Regions from separate parts of the Ovis aries genome. Here region 2 is linked to region 1. The links are chromatin contacts, called in public Hi-C maps. All regions are on one chromosome and are shown on one strand. Each heading gives the region's core, a stretch centred on a gene start, on an enhancer-like site or on the middle of the called end of the contact. The rest is flanking DNA. Distances are from core to core; before and after follow the strand shown. Region 1 overlaps MYO16 (myosin XVI). Region 2 holds the start of IRS2 (insulin receptor substrate 2).

Region 1 (5,898 bases), core at 1,267-3,766:
TATCTGACTGTCTGTGGCCCTGTGAACTGTAGCCCGTCGGGCTCCTCTGTCCATGGGTTTCCCAGGCAAGAATACTGGAGTGGGCTGCCGTTCCCTCCTCAGCGGATCTTCCCGACCCAGGGGTCGAGCCCGCCTCTCCTGTGTGTCCTGCACTGGCAAGTGGGTTCATTATCACCAGCACCACCTGGAAGCTCTGCTTGACCACAGAGTCTCTCGTCCACAGCCAGTGGCTCAGATGCTCAGTCCATGCCTCAAGTCCACTGTCCCTCATCCTCTAAACCTCAACTACGTTCCGTCCTAGAGAAACTGAGGCCATGAGCAGGTCCCTCTGCTCCCTGAGATGTCCGGTGAGCGGACGGTATTCATCGCCCGACCCAAATGTGGGGAAGGCAGCGTCCTTCCACTGGGCCGAGGGGCTCCGAGTCCAGACCCTCTCCTTCCTCTTCCACCTCCTTCTCCGTCTTTGCGTCTCCTCCAGTCTGAACGTGCTTCTGCCTCACTGTAAAAGCCTCCTGAGGTCTCCCCACTCCCCACCCCATCCGGTGGGCTGTTTCACGTTAACCCCCATCCCAGCCAAGGTCAAGGGCAAAGAAGGCCTTTCAGACCCCTCGTCCACACCGACAGAGTCTGCACCTGCCTGCCACCTCCCCCGCTCCTTGCCCCTACAGTCTCCTCTCCATCAACTCTATCTTCATCCGTAAAATGTGGGCGTCTTCTTTCCAGGGCGCTCATCCACTCCCGTGATTTTAGCTGTCTTCGTGTAGATGACTTCCAGGGCTTATTTTCTGGACTTTTCTGAATTTCAGACCCTTATAGCCGATTATTTCCTGGAACACCACATGAACTTCTAGCAAGTAGTTCGAAGTGAACAAACACAGCTATGATAAACTCTGTCTTTCTCTCTCAAGAACGCACTCCTTCTCTTGAGAAGCCCCCCTTGATTGAATGAGGCCTGCTCCACCCTGCTTCCCCAGACGGAAACTTACAAAGCGTCATTGACGCCTCTCCTCCCACCCACCACGGACCCTGTGAACAGCCAGCCCTCCTCTCGCCCACCTGCCTCTCCATCTCCTTTGCTTCTCTTCACTGTTGGTCTCCCTAGACCTGCCGGCTCATTTCTTTGCCTCATCTCTTCCCAGGCCTTCCTCATAGCTCAGTCGGTAAAGAATCTGCCTGCAATGCAGGAGATCCAGGTTGGGAAGATCCCCTGGAGAAGGGAATGGCAACTCACTCCAGCATTCTTGCCTGGAGAATCCCATGGACAGAGGAGCCTGGCGGGCTACAGCCCGTGAAGTCGCAAAGAGTCACACACGACTGAGCGACTGAACTACTACAACTGCTAAGGGCTAATTCCAGGCCACCTCACTGGGCTGCGGGGAAATGCCTCCTGCACCGCCAATCTTTCTTTGCTTCAAGGCCCTGGGGACAGCCGCCACTTCCACGCCACCACGGAAACTTCTGCAGGACGCACAGGGCTCTGGCTCCTTGTCTGGCCTCATCACCCTCGGCCCCTCTCGCCAGAGGCTCCGACTGTGCAGACCTGTGCAAGTTTCCAACATACACACACCACATGGGATCCTGCCTGTGTGCCTTTGCACATAGTGCCAGTTATTCTGAGGATCACCGTGGATCTCGGATTTCCCGGGCGATCCTTACTCAAACGTCAGCTCTTGAAACCAAAGCCTCGTCCTGGCCCACAGCCGTTCCCCCGGTTCCCTTTCTGCACTCCTGCAAACAGGCCAAGGCCTTCTCTGTTGTTCTGCTTCCATGCTGCATCACAGCCGCGCTTTGTCTCTTGTCTCTGTCTTTGGACACACTGTGTTTGTTCTTGAGCCTCCAGGGATAAGCTCTTTGTATCCCGAAGTGTTAGTATTGTGTATTTGGTAGGCGATTCCTTTGTGCTTAGGGCTATCCAGGTGGCTCAGACGGTAAAGAGTCTGCCTGCAATGTGGGAGGACTGGGTTCCATCCCTGGGTCAGGAAGAGCCCCTGGAGAAGGAAATGGCAACTCACTCCAGTGTTCTTGCCTGGAGAGTCCCATGGACAGAGGAGCCTGGCGGGCTACAGTCCATGGGGTCGCAAAGAGTCAGACACGACTGACCAACTAACACGGTCAACTTCTTTTGTCCTTTCTGTGCTTTTTGAACGAAAGGAATAAATCCATGAATTAATCATCCACCTTGTAGTTAAAAGATATTGACGAGAAGAAATCGTAGATTGCTCTCAATTTAAAATTTTGACTACAAATACGAATTACAAAGCATGGGGTAGAATCTGCTAGATTTCTATATGAAATACACAAAGTATTCGTGACCTTCTCTGAGGAGGGGAGCCACTCAAGTGAGAACCAAGGGAAACAGTGTAAATACGTTCTGGTACAACAAGAACCTTCCTTTCTTCCTTCCGGAAACAGCATGTGCTCTTACGGACCAAAGCCGTATAAATCATACAGGGACACAATGTCCAGGTGATGTCCATTATTCTGGAGACCAGACAGGGCTGAAGTGACTTCACCACTGGGGTTTGTTGACAAGCCAAGCCATAAAACTGTGTGGTTTTCCTCCTCACAGGTATTTGCACCAGACCCTTAGAGAAGATAGATCAACAGCAGAGCGTTCCCTGAACAGGGAGAAATTTGCTGTTTTGAAACAAGCTCTGAATGTAATTGGCTTCAGTAACTTGGTGAGTCATGCGGTTAAATATTCCACTGAGGAAATCAACCCTCTGCTAGTTTGTAAAAGTTATTCATTCAAAAACATTCCTCTGCCTCGTGGAGCTTGCATGCTAGTGGGAGAGAGACGTGAGCAAACATTACGCCCAGGGCCGCAGGGTACCGAGAAGATGGGCTGCCGTCCTCAAGAAGGCGGTTGAGACCTTCTCCCACAGGGAGCACGTGAGCGAAACAGATAAGAACTTCGCACTGGCTGAGTCGAGAAACATGGCAGACGGAAGGAGCTGTCTGCTGCCAAGCACCACTTGGGAGAGTAATCTAATCATTCGATTAAACTATCTTCTTGAACACTATGCTTCTTTTTTTTTTTTTTTAATTCTTAAAGAATTATCAAATACCTCCAAAGCTGAAACATACTCTTTAAAGTGCCTAAGCCCTCTGCTACGCAATGGAAATTTCTGTGATCCCAGGAACGTTCCAGGTTTCACCTGCAGTATGGCAGTCACTGGCCACTTGGGGTTGCCAGGCATGGTGGAGGAGGCTGCTGTAGACTCAGGATGTGGATTTTTAACTTTTTTTAAACTTAAAAAAAAATTCTGATCAATTTAAACTGACATTGTCTTGCGTGGTTACTGTTCACTGAAGTGAATAGCACAGGTCCAGAGAACAAGAGATGTGAAGCGTGCTCAGCCGTTTCAGTCGGGTCCGACTCTGTGCGACCCCGTGGACCGTAGCCCCTCAGGCTCTCTTGTCCATGGGATTCTCCAGGCAAGAATCCTGGAGTGGGTGGCCATTTCCTCCTCCAGGGGATCTTTCCAACCCAGAGATCGAACCCGCGTCTCCTGCATTGGCAGGCGGATTCTTTACCACTGAGCCACCAAGACCTCAGAAATTCCTACAAATCTCCTTTTCCTATGCATCATCTCTGTGTCCCGGATGTTCAGTATGGAGCCACTTTAAATGGCAGCTAGTTCCTCATTAGCAATCAACATAAGACTGCATGGGTAACTGGTATGCCTGTAGGTCGTGAGCCAAGACTTAGTGACAGATTTAATTTTTTTTTTTACTCGATATACATCGATTTGGGTCCCTGTCTTTCCCCTTGGCTCATGGGGCAGCAAGGGGTGGAAGTGGTTGCCGGGCGACAGCAAGGGAGGGGTGGGAGGCAGGGGCTCCCCCTCAGTGGATAGCTCTGGGCCCTTGGCTCCACTCCAGCCTCACCGCATTCAGGGGCGGGAGTTCTAGGAACGGGCAGTCACACGGCACTTTGCTCTTTGCTGCTCTGTCTGTTCCATCCCTGTGTTTCCCTCTTTCCCTGACTCCTACCACTCGTACTCTTTGGTCTTCGCATTTGCTACTGGTTTTTTCTTTTTTAGCTGTTGTTTCTTCTCTTCCCTTCCTCCATTTGTGTCTGCAGTCTCTACTCACTTATAGGAAACTGGAATAGAGAGGCGGGTAAGGAATCATTTCACCAAATATCAGCTCCTTGGAAATGGGGCTGTAGAAACCCATGACTGATCCTCAAAGGCAGGGCACACAGACTATGTCTTCCACATGAGGGGCCAAACAGGGCATTTAACAAGCTTTTTGGTTAAAGAAATTCATGCGATTAAACCAAGACCAAACACTGATCATCTTGATCCTCACGTGTGACTGAGATGGTGCCAGGCAGGGAAAGATCCAGTTAGACTGGGAGAAAGGTGCTTCTGGGCTGGCAAGACCCTTGAGTCAGAGCTCCTGAGTGTGGTTCCGGGGGACCTGACCGTGAAGGTGGTCCCCCGACCCCAGCTCTCCCTCACCAGCAAGATGACTGGGGGCTTGCACCGCCGCCCCCTGCTCGCAGAGCAGCTTGTTAGCATCAGCACATTGTCACGAACCTGAGGGCAGCTTTCACTGTCCTATCACCATCCCGGCACGGAACTGCAAGAACCGTGGTGATGGAACAAAGTCTTCCTGTCTGTGTCCAGGAGTGTGTCTCTTTCGGGGCACTGGGAAATTTAATGAGGAGTTACTGGGTTTATTTAAAAATGGGAGAGGGAGCTGTCACACTGGATTTATTTATGTCGGGTAGCTTAAGGAGCTTGGAAAATGTTATTCAGACAGGCACAGATCAATAAACTCTGAGGCCCTAATTTGTGATTTGGAGGCTACCAAAAACATGTCTAAGTAACGCTGCAGTCATAGAGGATTATACCTGAAAATAGCAGATTATCCTTTTCAATGCGCTCATTTTAAAGCTGCTAATAATAAAACTACCTTGTCCTGAAAGCTAGAAGTTCAGGACGAAATTCACGGATGGCACAGGGACCACACTGTGTCCAGTCTATGCCTATAAAGCAAATGAGAATTATTCTTAGGAAAAGCTCTCTCCGGCCAGAGCTTTTCCTGCCCAAATTACCAATTAGGAAACCGGGAATTTATTGGGAATTTTTAAGGTTAACGTTGCTTGCCCTAAATGGGGCATACCCATTTTCACCATTGATCGTTGGTTCCCTTGTGGGACATTCTGAGTAGGAAAAAAATCACAGCCGTGCATCATTTTTTTTAACCCACTTGGAGGTTTTCCAAAGGATCGGTCTCTACATCTTTTCTTCCTAAGCAACACCCTTTATCTTCTCTGTTGGTCACCTGAGCAGGAGGTGGAGAACCTATGCGTGATTCTAGCAGCCGTGTTGCACCTCGGGGACGTTGGCTTCACCGCTCTCTCCGAGGCCGACTCCGCGTTGGTGTCTGACCTCCAGCTCCTGGAACAAGGTCAGTGGAATTCATGAACCATCGATGCCTTGACGTGCAGTTCTCCAGGCTGGCCAGTAGATGGAGACACAGTACAGAAAAGTCAGGGGGCTACCCCTACTTTCTGCCAGAGTGGGAATCAGGGAGGGTGGTGGGGAAAACAGAGATCCGCGTGCTTCTTTTGTCTTTCTGGTCCTGTGAATTAGTAAGATGCACGTTGATGTCCCCACGCTGCCCGCCTGAGTAACAGTGTTGGTGCTCTGGCACATAATTGGGCATATTTATATCGTTCTGAGTATTCTCCACCCCATCTCTCTACCCTGTATATTTGGAGGGCATGCTATTAACTAAACATTTAAACAGAACATAATTACTTCCCTTTAAAGATCTTGCCAAAAAACCTCTCTCCTTTGAAGTGGCCTTGTGAGTCAATCCCAGCTCTTTTTTTCAAAATAACCTTAAAACCAGATAATGATGGTTGTGGTGACCACCGTT
Region 2 (6,320 bases), core at 2,959-5,458, 550 kb after region 1:
GCGTAGGCGTTGGCCGCGGGCAGGGCGCCAGGGCCCGGCCCTCCGCACACCGCGGCAGGGCTGCCGGCGCCCACGGCGCTGATGAGACCCCCGAGGCTCCGGGTGCGGCCCCAGGCGCTCCTGTCGCCCGTCTGCGCGTGCGGGTGCTGCTGCAGGGGCGGCGACAGCCCCGGCTCGTCCCTCACGTCGATGGCGATGTAGTTGAGGCCGTTCTGGAAGCCGGTGGAGGTCTCCCGGCGCATCGGCGAGCTGGTGCCCCCGGGACAGCCGACCAGGCCGCCGCCGGGCTGAGCCGGCGTCCAGGCCCGCGCCTGCTGAGGTGTCGGCGGGGGCAACTGGCGGGGCGACGAGGGGGGCTCATCGCACCCACCCAGGATGCCGCTGCTGCCCCCGCCGCCGCCTCCTTCGCTGCCTTTCCTGAGAGAGACGTTCTCCACCGAGGCCGAGTTGTGACGCTTGGGGGTGTGAGCGAAGGACGGGGACACGGGGGTCACAGTGGTGGTCGAGGAGAAGGTCTCGGAGCTGTGGCGGCGGCGGCCCCCCTGCGGGTCCGCGCGGATGACCTTGGCCCCCCGGTGCGGATCTGGGGGCTGGCCAGCCTGCAGGAAGGCCTCGACTCCCGACACCTGATCCATGAGGCTCAGCCTCTTGAGGCCTGACACCGGGCTGCTCACGCGGGCACCGTCGGGCTTTGGGGGCGCCACAATTGGTTGTGGCGGGGTGGCGGCCACGCCAAAGGCCATCTCGGTGTAGTCACCATTGTCCCCCGTGTCCGAGGACGAGGAGGCCGCGCCCGGGCCCTTGGAGGCGGGTGCCGCAGGCAGGCGGTACAGCTCGCCTGGCGGGGGCGGCGGCGGCGGCGGCTGCAGGGCCGAGGAGGGGGCGGCCGGGCGCGGGGGCAGTGGCGGGTACACGGAGGCCTCGGGGGACAACAGGGCGTCCAAGGAGCCTACGGGGTCGCGGCCCTGGGCGCCCGGCTGCGGCGACTTAGGCGAGCTGAAGTCGAGGTTCATGTAGTCGGAGAGCGGGGAGCGCTGCCGGCTGTCCCCGCTCGTGCCCGGGGTGCCGGAGCCCAGGGACGAGGCCGGGCTGCTGGCGGACAACAGCGAGGACGACGAGGCGGCCGAGGCCAGGAGTGGGGGCGCGGGCGGCGACAGGCGCGCGCCGGCCTCCCCGAAGTCGATGTTAATGTACTCGCCTGGACTCCTGGGCTCGGGGGGCAGCGGGTACTCGTGCATGCGGGGCAGGGCCGGCAGCCCCTCCAGGGACAGGCGCGTGGGCCTCACTGCCCGGCAGCGCTGGGCCAGGAAGCCGTCGGGGCGGCTGCCTCCGCCACCGCCGAGCCTCCCGGGAGAAGGCACGGCGGGATGAGGTGGCTGGGGGTGGCCGCTGCCAGCCGCCGCGGCCGGGAAGGCACTGGCCGGCTGCGCGGGGCCGGGGGCCGGCTCCAGCTGCTCCTCCTCCAGGACCCGGCCCACAGGCGAGCTCATGAGCACGTACTGGTCGCTGTCGCCGTGGCAGGCGTGGGGGGCCTTGTAGGAGCGGGGCAGAGAGCTGTAGCAGTAGCCGGGCATGCCCCGCAGCGTCTCCCCCGCGGCCGAGAAGAAGTCGGGCGGGGTGCCCGTGGTGCCCGCGTCGCTGGGGGACATGTTGAGGTAGTCCCCGTTGGGCAGCAGCTTGCCGTCGGCGCTCTCCATGGACAGCTTGGAACCACACCACATGCGCATGTACCCGCTGTCCTCGGGGGAGCTCTCGGCCGGGGAGCCGGTCTTGTAGCCGCCCGCAGTGCCCGGGAAAGCTCTGCCGGCCGCCGACGCGGGCGTGGGCCCCGCGGCCCCCGCAGGGGGCAAGGCGGCGGGTGCGGGCCGCGGCTGCAAGATCTGCTTCGGGGCCGACACGCTGGTGGGGCTCATGGGCATGTAGTCGTCGCCCCTGCAGCTCCCGCCGCCCGTCCGCAGGGGGGCCACGCCGGGGGTCATGGGCACGTAGCCGTCGTCCGTGCCCAGGTTGCTGCTGGAGCTGCGGTGCGAGCCGATCTCGATGTCGCCGTAGTCCTCAGGGTACGGGTGGTAGGCCACTTTGGGAGAAGACGCGGGGCAGGATGGGCACAGGCGGCCGGAACTGCCCGAGAAGGTGGCCCGCATCAAGGTGTACTCATCCAGGGACGCGGAGGACGGCTGGGGCGCGGGCCGCTGCCGGGCAGGCGTGGTCAGCGAGTAAGTCCGCTTTCTCAGCCCTCGGTCCAAGTCTGGGGCGCCGTCCCCGGAGACCCTGCGGTAGGCGCGGCCGCCGCAGTGGCTCAGCGGCCGCTCCATGGTCATGTAGCCGTACAGCTCGCCCGCGCTGCCGTCCCGCGCCGGGGGCGTCTCAGCGATGGACTCGGGCGTGTTGCTCCGGTGGCCGCAGTAGACCCTCAGGTCCCCGGGGCTGGAGCCATACTCGTCCAAGGACATGAAGCCGGGGTCGCTGGGGGAGCCCGAGGCCGAGGCGCTGCCGCTGGAGGGGCGCTGGGGGTGCAGGGGGTGCTGCAGGTGCGGGTGCGGGCCGGGGGGCGGCGGGTAGGAGCCCGAGCCGTGCCCGCTGCTGGACGACAGGCTGCCGGGGCTGGTAGCCGCCGGGGGCGAGTGCGCCACGGGCATGGACATGGAGCGGCTGTGCTGCAGGCCGCCCCCTGCCGGCGCCAGCGCCGCCTTGCCCGCGCGGCCGCCGCTCAGCGTGTGCGAGCGGCTCAGGGGCGCGCGCACCGGGCCCGGGCTCAGGGGGCTGCCCGCCGCCGCCCCGGCCCCCGCCGCCGCCCCCGCCGCGGCGCCGCCGTCGCCCTCGCTGGCTGTGCGCACCCGGCACGCGCTGCACTTGGCGGCGGGCGGGGTGGCGGCCAGGCTGTCGGTGCGCGAGCGGCGCACCAGCCCCGTCTGGCTCGGGGGCAGGTTGACCAAGTGGTGGTGGCGGCGCGCACCGGGCACGCTGATGGGGTGCGTGGCCGACGAGCCGGACGACTGGCTCTTGCTGCGCGGCCGGAACTCGAAGAGCTCCTTGAGCGCCTTCATGGCCTCCAGGATGGTCTCGTGGATGTTCTGCGCCACCACCGAGTCGTCCGCCTGCATCCACAGCTCGCCGGGGCCCGTCACGGCCGAGCGGCCCACCTCGATGAAGAAGAAGCTGTCCGAGTGGCCGCAGCGGCGGATGCTCATGAGCTGCAGCGTCACCGACGGCTGCTCGCAGTTCAGCTTCACGAAGCCGATGGTGCGCGCCGACAGGCACAGGCGGTACACGCCCGTCAGGTTCTTGCTCTGGCCCAGGCCCTTGGGCTTCAGGTTTACCTGCCACACCTCGCGGTAGGCGGCCGTGGCGGGCGCCACCAGCCCGTAGCTGTCATCGGCCGCGGCGGCGCCCGCCGAGCCGCCCAGGGCGCCGGGCAGGGAGGCGCTGCAGGACCCGGAGGTGGCGGCGGCGGCGGGGGGCGCGTCGCCGGCGCCCGCGCGGCCCTCGCTGACCAGGTCGGTGAGCGCGCGGTACCAGCCCTCCTGCTCCTGCTCGTTCTCGGCTGCCACGGCGAAGTACTCGTCCTTGGTGTAGAGGGCGATCAGGTACTTGTGCTTGGCGTCGGCGCGCTTGTTGATGTTCAGGCAGCAGTCGAGCGCGATGACCCGCTTCGGGGCGCCCGCCTTGCTCCGCCACTTCTTCTCGCTCTCGTAGTACTCGAGCCGCGGCGGCTGCGGCGCCGGGCCCCCGCCCGCCTCGTCGCCGCCCGCGCCGGGCCCGCGCAGCACGAAGAAGCGCTTGTGGCCGTGCTTCTGCTTGCGCAGGTAGCCGCACTTGCGCACGCTGTGGTTGTTGTTGTTGTTGTTGTTGTTGAGGTTGGGGCCGTCCCCGCCCGCCGGCCCGGGGGGCCCGTGCTCCGGCGGGCTCGCCATCGCGGGCGCTTCAGGCCGCGCGGCCCGGCCCGGCTTGGAGGGGCCGGGGGCGGGGCTGGGGGTCGGGGGGGGGGCGGAGTGCAGGGGGGCGCGGGCGGCTCCCCACCACCCCCTGCTCGCGCGCCGGAGCCCGCGTCCCTCGGGCCCAGGAGGTGGGGAAGGTTGGGCACGGGAGGCCCCGCGGGGGCAGGCACCCGTGCGGTGGCGCAGCGCCCTCCGCGATCCGGGGCCCCAGAAGGTGCCCGGCGCGGGCGGTGGCTGCCGCCCCCCCTCCTTCCCCGCGGCCCGGCTTGCCCGCGGCCGCTGCCTCCCGGGCTCTCGGGCGGCGCCTGGGGGACTCGCTGGCTGGGCCGAGAGTCGGGGTCCCCGAGCCGCGGGGCCGAGCCTACGGCGCGCGCGGCCGAATGGGTCCCGCCGCCGCGCTGCGCTCCGGGGTGCCGGGGTGTGCCCGGGGACTCGGGGTCCGCGCCGCCGCCGCCGGGGCTGCCGCTGCCGCTGCCGCCGCTGCTACTGCCGCTGCCAACGGCGACCCGGGCTCGTCGCGGTCCCCGCCGCACAGTGAGTAACACATCGCGCACCGAGTGACTGAACTAAGAAGAGCAAAACAACATGTGACTCGCCGTTACGCAGGCACACACGGCGCGGCCGCCCCGCCCCGCCGCCCGCATTGGCGCCGCGCCCCCCGACGGACGGCGCGCGCGGCCAATGGGCGCGGGCCGCGGGGAGGGCGGGCCGCGCGTCCCCACCCCGCCCCCCTTTCTCCCGGGGCCGCGTTTCCCGCCGTCCCCTCCCCCGCCCCCTCCCGCGGGGGGCCCGGGCCGGGGCGGGGCGGGGCGCGGCGGGGCGGGGGCGGCCGGGCCTCATTAATCAGAGGCTCGTTGCGGAGGCCCGCGGAGGAGATGCCACCCAGGGCGGGAAAAGGGGCGCGCGGGAGGGGCGGGCGCCGGCCGCCGCGCGCAGGGCCCGGCCCTCCCGCCTTTGACTCAATTAATTGGGCTCGGAGCTTCCGCCGGGGAGGGGGCGCTGCAGGGGGCGGGGGCCGACCGAGATCAAGGGGCAAGACCGCCAGCCCAGGCTCGGGGCTTGGGAGGGGGCGGTGGCACCCCCCCAACCCCCGGGCCCCGCACCGCCTCGCCGCCGCCGCACTGGCTGGGGCCTGGAGGAGGCAGTGAACTCGGCTGCCCCCCTCGAAATTCCCTCCGCCCGCAGCACACACTTCGGCGCGCGGATCCGGCGCCCGGGCTGGGGGTGGGCGCGCGTCCCCACCACCACCACCCCCGCCTCTGCGGGTTCGCGCCAGGGTGGTTCCCTTGGTGCCCGGCCCGCGGCTTGTTTACAAGCATCCCATTAGTCACCGGTGAGCTCAGGATCGATAGCAGCTTCTAGCCCCTTCCTGGAAGGGGAGCCGTGGTCGGCAAGGGGCGCGGATGGGGGCGCCCCCAGCCCCGGGCCGCGCGGGCCCCAGGCGCTCCCGGGGTCCCGCCGCTCAGGGCTGCCCTTCCCCCGCACCCGATCGTGGGCCCTTTCCGGGGCGTCATCAGCGCCATTCACTTGCATGTTCTCGGGAAGTTGAAATCGTCTGTTTAGATGTAACAGGAGAAAGGGGAGGGCGAGCAGGCGGAGAAGACTGCAGTATCCATCGTGCCGGGAAGAGGGCGGGCTCCGGCGAGCCGAGCCGGGTCCCCGCGGCCGGCCAGCACCCCGCCGACCCCCGGCCCCGCGCGCCGAGGCGCGGGAGTGGGCGTCTCCGGACCTACGCGCCCGCAGCGGGTGCTGCGTGAAAGATCCCCTTGGATGCTTCAGATATTTCCATCTACGTGGCGTCTGTGACTTTCAAAGTCGATTACAAATTAGGACCCACCATATAACGCGTCTCCTAAATGACTGTGAGGGCTGCTGTTGAGGGTGGGAGTGCCCGAGTTCAGATCCGAGCAGGCTACGAATCCTGCGGAAACGAAAAAGGCTATAGACACAAGCCTTGGTCGGGTTTTTTGGTTTGTTTTTAATTGCGTCTTCATGAAATGATTTGAAACAAAAAAATTTTTTTTAACTCCTGGAAGTTTGCCTTTGAATGCCATCTATACCTTACAAAAGTCTTCGTTTCCAATGTCATGGAAGTCTTACATTGAAGAAAAATAATTTAAGATTGTAATTTTTGAAAGACTGATAACTGTTTTAACATGTTTGTAAGAAAGTGACCTGAAAATTGTGCTAGTTAATATTAAGGGCCGAGAGATCCCTACTTACCGAAAGATCGTAGTAGTTTTGTTAGTTGCTATATAAATTATAAATTATATAAATTATGGTTACTGATGAATAACATAAACAGAAGACGGATCAATGACACAAAAATCATCAGAATTTGCCCCAAAGAGGTGTGTTCAAAGTCTATCCTTCATTTTAAAC

The links. Hi-C and Micro-C count contacts between places; a contact is called where the count stands out from the background.
Region 2: a contact with region 1 is called in a Hi-C map of tail adipose tissue, with 5 times the contacts expected there. The contact joins the promoter of IRS2 here to the enhancer-like site in region 1. A contact is called at or near these places in 3 of 16 Hi-C or Micro-C datasets (hypothalamus, skin fibroblasts and tail adipose tissue).

Annotation. Positions count from the first base shown.
Region 1 is chr10:83,480,240-83,486,137 of ARS-UI_Ramb_v3.0, forward strand. It overlaps MYO16 (myosin XVI), which reads left to right. Exons shown (of 35, transcript XM_042255055.2): 17 at 2,570-2,681; 18 at 5,307-5,424. Among named protein-coding and RNA genes, the nearest start is that of TRNAY-GUA, 140 kb to the right of the region's middle. Within about 2 kb of position 2,517, at least 7 of the 54 cell types and tissues checked have an H3K27ac peak or open chromatin away from gene starts, as enhancers often do. A contact at or near this core is called in tail adipose tissue, where this site is marked.
Region 2 is chr10:84,030,014-84,036,333 of ARS-UI_Ramb_v3.0, forward strand. IRS2 (insulin receptor substrate 2) reads right to left here and starts at 4,209. Exons shown (of 2, transcript XM_027973785.3): 1 at 1-4,209. The coding sequence starts at 3,914.